2 separate regions of the Mus musculus genome follow, and region 2 is linked to region 1. Evidence: chromatin contacts called from public HiChIP or PLAC-seq data. All regions are on one chromosome and are shown on one strand. The core of a region is the stretch at or near the end of the contact, and the rest is flanking DNA. Distances in the headings are between cores, read along the strand shown.

What was found. HiChIP or PLAC-seq counts read pairs in DNA pulled down with a chosen protein or histone mark.
Region 2: an H3K4me3 HiChIP or PLAC-seq map of craniofacial prominence shows a contact between it and region 1, with 2.0 times the contacts expected there. The contact joins two enhancer-like sites. A contact is called at or near these places in 8 of 39 promoter capture datasets (cranial neural crest, embryonic stem cells, liver and 3 more), 14 of 484 Hi-C or Micro-C datasets (the C2C12 cell line, the HPC-7 cell line, cochlea and 6 more) and 7 of 115 datasets of contacts at active chromatin or transcription factors (craniofacial prominence, embryonic midbrain, embryonic stem cells and 3 more).

The regions. Positions count from the first base shown.
Region 1 is chr8:120,957,847-120,961,395 of GRCm38.p6, forward strand. No RefSeq gene overlaps it. Among named protein-coding and RNA genes, the nearest start is that of Gm33471, 43 kb to the left of the region's middle. Within about 2 kb of position 1,740, at least 13 of the 459 cell types and tissues checked have an H3K27ac peak or open chromatin away from gene starts, as enhancers often do. A contact at or near this core is called in craniofacial prominence, where this site is marked.
Region 2 is chr8:121,062,326-121,065,646 of GRCm38.p6, forward strand. It overlaps Fendrr (Foxf1 adjacent non-coding developmental regulatory RNA), which reads right to left. Exons shown (of 6, transcript NR_045471.2): 3 at 3,269-3,321; 4 at 2,503-2,673. Among named protein-coding and RNA genes, the nearest start is that of Fendrr, 19 kb to the right of the region's middle. Within about 2 kb of position 1,481, at least 22 of the 459 cell types and tissues checked have an H3K27ac peak or open chromatin away from gene starts, as enhancers often do. A contact at or near this core is called in craniofacial prominence, where this site is marked.

The DNA.
Region 1 (3,549 bases), core at 490-2,989:
GAACTGGTACCTGACAGAGTTGGGGTAGGGGACACTCCAGGGACAGATCAACCCAGGAGGACCCACCCTTGTCCCTGGAAGGTTTAAGAGCCATTAAGATAAAATCAAGAGACTCATTGGAATCTACCACCAACCCCAAGATGTCAGGGTTGTATAGCATGAGACTACACAGATAGAGAAACTGAGGCCCAGAGAGGGAGGAGGTGTGCCTGCCTGGTGATACCTATTTAGGTCTTCAGCTCCTGGTGTGGCCAACAAGAGTATGAAGCCAAGGGAGGGAGGGAGGGAGGGACTCTGCATGGGACTCGAACCAGTGAACTGGCAGGAGAGCATGGGAAGGAGGCACTGAGCTACTGAGTCTTAGGCACAGTGAGTCTGAACACGGTGATACCAGTGTGTGGCTTTCTTTCCCGGCACATGCTCTTTTGAGTCAGGGAACTCACTGTGTATTTTGAGGCTGGCCTTGAACTCACACAGAGCCTTCTGCCTCTGCCTCCTGCCTCCTGCATGCACCATCATGTCCAGCTTCCTCATGTGACTTCAGGGGAAATAAAATACAAATAAGTGCCATCACAGAATAACACACCCCTCTGTGCCAGCTAGATTGGGGGTGATTTCACATCCAAGAGGGAAGACCCATTGGCTTCCAGCTAGCTGGAAAAGAGGCTATGTCCCCAAAGACCTGACTTCGGTGACCTGAGATTCTACTCTGATCCATTTCCCGTGGCTATAACCTGTCACAGAAGACTGAATGACTCTGAAGACAAAGTCACTTTGCTCTTGGAAGGACATGAGCAGGTGGCACTTCCTGTGTACCTGTTGGGCCTGGCATAGTGTCAAAGAGTGGCCTGAGGCATTGACTGTGAGACAGAGCTGGTGGCACTTTGGTGTATCTGCTGGGCCTGGCATAGAGTCAGAAAGTAGCTTGGGGCATTACAAGACAGCAGCAGGGGCCCTCAAGTCTTTCACTCCACTCTTACAGACCTACGGGCTCTACCCTGGGGTCTCCCCGGGAGCTCCTCTAATCCTAATGTGCTCTCTCTCAGCCCCATCTCCTTATACCATCTCTTGTAAGCTGGATATCCAGGTTTTCAACACATGAACGTCACAGTTATTCAGACAGCCAGGCTTTAGCAGAGGCATCCTTCTCCCTGGGGTTTTTATTAAAGATTCTTCCACTGGGTCTCCAAAGAACCTTCACTGACATCTTAATTACTGGGAAACAAGTGACAGGAGGCGTGGCCCTGAGAACTTAGCCTCCTCATTAGGAGAGTGTCAGAGAGGGGACAGTGAGTAAGAGCCAGACTCCCAGCTTCATGTTTCTGTTGCTCAGAACATTGCTATCCAGCATCCTTCAGCTGCCAGGTCGTGGGTACCAGCCCTGTCCCCAGCATGCTCCTGGCGGGCCCTTGCCTCTCAACACTCACACCCCAGAACCCTGGGAACTTCCCGATAGGAATGGCTGTGTGAAGGAGCAACATCAGGCTTTCAAGGAAAACAGAGGAAGAGGCAAACTGAGACCCAGTAGGCAGAACACAGGGCCAGCCCTTGTGCCCAGTCAAATAGCTGTACACTCTGTCCTCCTGCTGAGGAACAGTCCTGTAGCGTGACTGGGACTTGGATCCCGCCTGTGACATCATAGCCTGGATCCTGTGCCTGCTCTGATGGCCCTGGGGACACCATCAGCCTCTGACGGAGGTGGAGGTCTGTCACAGCACAACAACACGGGTCTGTGAGTCTCCAAGGCGGTCACCCCTCACTGGAGGTAACAAGAGAAGGGCGGCCCCACTGAGTGACCTTTCACCTCCTCTTTGCTAAATGGTCCTAATTATTGCATTTGTCTGTCATTTGAGCCACAAATGATCCATTCAGGTCACCGAAGGGGAGCAGGCCTTCCAGCCCCTGTCTGGGAGCTCTGCTAATTGTGCCCTGCAGGCAGCTTCGCCTGGCAGCTCAACCCATTTCTGGTAACAGACTTCACAGTACATGCATCCCCCATTGCCGGGACAGTGGTCCTGGGCATTGCTCAGTGAAGCCCTTGGCACCATGGCTGAACCCCCCCAACCCTGCTTCTCCTTCTGTCCCTGACTGGGGAACTAGGAACTTTTTCTCTGCAGCAGGACCAGCTGCCCACTGTCCCTCCAGTGACTATCTTGCCAGTGGTGGCAGATGACACCGTCACGGGAGACCCCCATCTCCCTCAGTGAACACAGAACCCAGTTCCCAGCCTGAGCAGCAAGGCGGGGCCATGTGACCACTGTTGGCCAATGAAGTGTGAGCCACGATGTCAGAAGCCATCTCCTGCTCCTCCACACCTGTCCTCTTTGGGTGACAGAGCCTAAGTGCTTGGATTGAGAGCTGCTGTGCAGAAGATAGCTGGTTCCTTAGGGACTTGGATTTCCAAGTTTTCTCTTAGGAGGCTCTGACTTCCCAACCTCCTTTGCAGCTAGGGTTGACCCCTGTCTCGGGAGTAACAGTGTCAGGCAGGGCATCCAGAAAACCTCCTCACAGAAACACGCAAGTGCTTCCTCCCAGTGTCTGGACTGTAAATATAATTGTCAGAACTCTGGCAGCCATTTTGAGCTCCAAGGGCTGAGGATGATGAGGGTGGAGGTGGCTCAGCGGTTAAGAGCACTGACTTCTCTTCCAGAGGTCCTGAGTTCAAATCCCAGCAACTACATGGTGGCTTACAACCATCTGTAATGAGATCGGGTGCCCTCTTTTGGTGTGTCTGAAGACAGTTACAGTGTACTTACGTATAATAAATAAAGTAATCTTTTTTTTTTTAAAGTATGTTTGAGTCTTTGCGCTTCCTGAACTCCAAACTGTTTTACAAAAGAGAAGCTAACCTGTGCTGAAACCATACTTTGTACCTGGTTTTCTGTATAATCCATTGGCTGCTACCTGTGTGATAATTTAGGAACGCCAGGAGCAGAAGCAAACCCAGCCACGCACACTGGGCAGAGCCTTGCCGTCCTGGGACCTTAGGGGTATTTGTTTACTGGTCACCTGTACCCCATCCTCTGCTGGTACCAGATATAAGGAGGACGAATTCAGGCACGCGTTCCTGACTTAAGCCGTATCCTCTTCCCATAAATCACCTCAGAGCTTCCTCGTAGGAAAGGCAAAGGGGGCATAAATCAAAACCACGTACACAATTTGCCATGAGAGGGGCGGGGGAGACTAAATATGGAAAATAGAAAAGATGGCTGGGTACAGACACATTCCATCCTAGCACCGACGCCCGAGCAGGAGTCCTTCTTTCTACACAGCAGGTGCCACTCTGAACACTATCTCCAGGACATCAAGCCCCTCTCCTGACTTCTTCTGACTGCGTCCCTGAGATGAAGAGAGCTCTGTGGCAGGTGAGAACTGCCTTTCAATGGTCTCAATGGAGGACAGGGATAGGCGTGTGTGTGTGTGTGTGTGTGCACGTGCTTAAGTATATGCATGTATGCCCTTGTATTACATGAGTGCCTGGTACCCACAGAGGCCAGAAGAGTGTGTCAGATCCCCTAGAGCTGGAGTTACAGGCAGTCTTGAGCCACC
Region 2 (3,321 bases), core at 231-2,730, 100 kb after region 1:
CTGGGGAGCTCTGAAATTCCTATCAAAAATCCAGCCAAAGTCCCTTCATGTTCTTTCCTGTCCCTTCTGGATGGCTGGATGGCTTCTGTAGCCTTATGGGTAGACCTTGAAGGGACTCCACCACTCTGAGCCAGTCCCCAGGCAGCCTGTGCTCCAGAGGGAATATTCTGTACACACACACACACACACAAACACACACACACACCACACACACACACACACACACACACACACACACACACACACACAGAGAGAGAGAGAGAGAGAGAGCAAGAGAGAGAGCTTGAGTGGTTTGGATATTTGGAATAATTTCTGTTCACTAGTGGAGCCAAATAGGGCCAGATGGCAGGGATGCCTGTTGTAAAATGCACTTTTCTTGGGTGGTGAAGCACAGAATGTCAGTCACTGCACTTTGAGGACATCCTCTTCTCTCCCTCCCTCTGTCTTTCCTTCCCAGAAGCCACCATCTTGCCAAGGCTGCAGGGAAGGCTGCCTTCCTCCTGGTCTGGGAACCATTTTGTGTGGGAAACGGAAGCAGCATTTTTGATGAAGGAACGGGACGGAGTAATCGCCAAGCGCGCACAAAATCATTTTCTGTGCTGGGAGCAGCCAGCACGCAGCTTAATTACACAGTGGCCCATGCTCTGCAGAGAGCAATTACACAGTGAAGCTTCTCCAGAGCATGCACAGGCACACACGCATGCACACACAGGTGCACACACAGCATTCACACTTAGGTGGATCCAAGCCTCCTCTCATCCCAAACACCTACCCACACTGCCTTCCTCCCCGCTCCCTCTCTCAGGAGTGTATGTGTCTGTCCCTTTCCAGGGTGCAGGAGTATTTGAATGGGCAACTTCTCACATGGCTGACCCAGAGTCCACAAGGCCATCGGCCTACATTTCTTGCCCCCACATCATCTGTCACCACATGTAAGCCTGGAGCTCCAGGCTGACAGCCTAACTTGTACCTTTCAGGGATCCAGTCATACTGCCTACCCATGCCTGATCCTTCTCCTACAAGGAAATAACTTCCTAACAGAGATGTTTGTTAGTGCTCTGTTCTACCTATTTACAGGGAATACACAAACACACAGCTCTCTGTCCCCAGCAAACACATGTATATGCACACACATACACACATTTGCATATGCATGTATATACACACATGTATACACATGTACATATGTACACATACCCGCACACATACACATGCACACACATACGTGAACATACACTTATACACACATATATGCACACACATCCACACACATGTTCACATACATATATGCACACATGTGCACATACACACATGTGCACATACATGCATACACACACATGTGCGCATACATACATGCACACATGTGTACATGCCTACACATGTGCACGTGGAAGACCGGACATGTGCCCAGAAGCGCATGCGGCTGGGGTCCCGCCCACCCCGTCAGCTCCTCTGAAAGGCCCCTTTGTGACAGGAGGGCTCTGACCCCACACAATGCCCTCTTGTCCACTGGCTTCCAGAGAAGGAAGGGAGTAATTTCGCAGCGGTTTCCCCAGCGCTGAATTCTGCCGGAGACTCACGTTTCCCAGACTGATCTGCAGCACAGACTCTCTCCCCAAGGAGACCCAGCCTGTGCCTGGAGAAAGCCAGCAGGGTGGAACACAGGAATTCAGAGCCATCCTCCCCGGATGCTGCAAAGTTGGACTGGGCTGTGGCCATACTCTGGCGGGCCACTGGAAACAAGGTACCCAGAAGAAAAACCCAGCCTGGCAAGCCAGGCAGGGCCGTTCTTCCTGTGATTTGAAAGGAAAGCTCTGCGTGTTTGGGAGGCCGATTGAACTCTGGATGCTCTGGGGTAGGAACAGATCTCTTCTCCTCGCTGAAGTGTCAATCACAGAAACTTTATCCACACTACTGCTTACAGGTGCCACCTGGGGACGGACCACACTCTCACCGTGGGACTTGCAGTCAATTTCTCTAGAACTCCTACCTTGCCCCAGCATTGCCCCCTCCCCAAAGATGTCACTCAGCCCCAAGACTCAGCTGAGGGCTGATTTGTGTTGAATCCAGCAGGAAGAAAGTTTGGGTTTTTGTGCTGGCTTTGGGTAAGCCTGAAGCCAACCTACAGCTGATTGGAATAAACAAAGCTGGCATTCGGGAAATTCTTTCCACGATTCTCCTGAGTTTGCAACAGGAGTGACTTCTCAAAACGTTCCAGAGAGGGGACCCTGAGACCAAACTCTCCTCCGAGTAAGGAGATCTGCATCCTGCTCCTGCTTGAAGATGGGCAGACACTCCCTGGGCTGCCAGCACAGCGTGACACAGAGCAGTGACATCCTGAGATGCCATAGAGCCATAGAGAATCACCTGTCTGACTGCCACTTCTCCATGTAATGGCTGTGTGACTCTCAGTAAGTTCCTGTATCAGGGACCCCATTTTCTCATATCTAAGCAGTATGTGTAACTACAGCCCGGGGTATACATAAGGAAGTTAATACTTACAGTGGATGGAGACTACTGATGCATAATAAATGTCCGGCATGTCACTGTGGCTGTCTTCATCCTCTACACACATGTGATGGCCCCATTATAACCACACGGGCAGGGCACAGCTCTACCAGGAGGGCACAAAGACCAGTGGTGGAGGTTGGGACTCACCATGCAAATTTGGACCTGGAGGATGTCAACACAAACTCTAATTAACAACACATCTGAGTGCACTGGTTGAAGAGTCTCAGGCCAGGCATGATGGCCGACACTGGCCTGCTTAGTACCCCAAATGGACCTGCAGGGCATATGGACGGTGGTAACCTTGCATCTCTGATCCGGCTGCAATCAAGCCCTCATTGCTCCCAAGGCATTTGGTGGACATGGTGACCCTCCAGCCCCTCTAGCTTTAAGTAAAGAAGGCAACCAGATATAAAGAAAAACTAGGATTTCCAGGACTGGGGGAAAGCACCGCAAGGCAGAGTGTTGGCACCTGTGTCAGAGTCTGGCTGTGGCTATCTGACAAGTATCACCACTGGTGGGCCGGCTGACTTGTTCATCTCCCTCCAGTGTCTCCCCACCCCCACCACAATCCCTCTCTGCACCATGTACAGAAGCAGGCACTAAGCCTTCACCAGGACATGAGCAAGCCTTCACCTTGCTCTTGGAATTCTGGGTGCCTGGGCAGGTGAGAAGTGGGTGTTTCTGTGTAAAGTGATGGGGTCCACGGCCTCCTCCTTTGAGGACTAGCACCCCATTCGTGTAACCACTGGTTCCGTACCTCGGTTCCGTACCTCTGGAGATCCGGGAAGGTCTTCCCAGAAAGTGTCACCA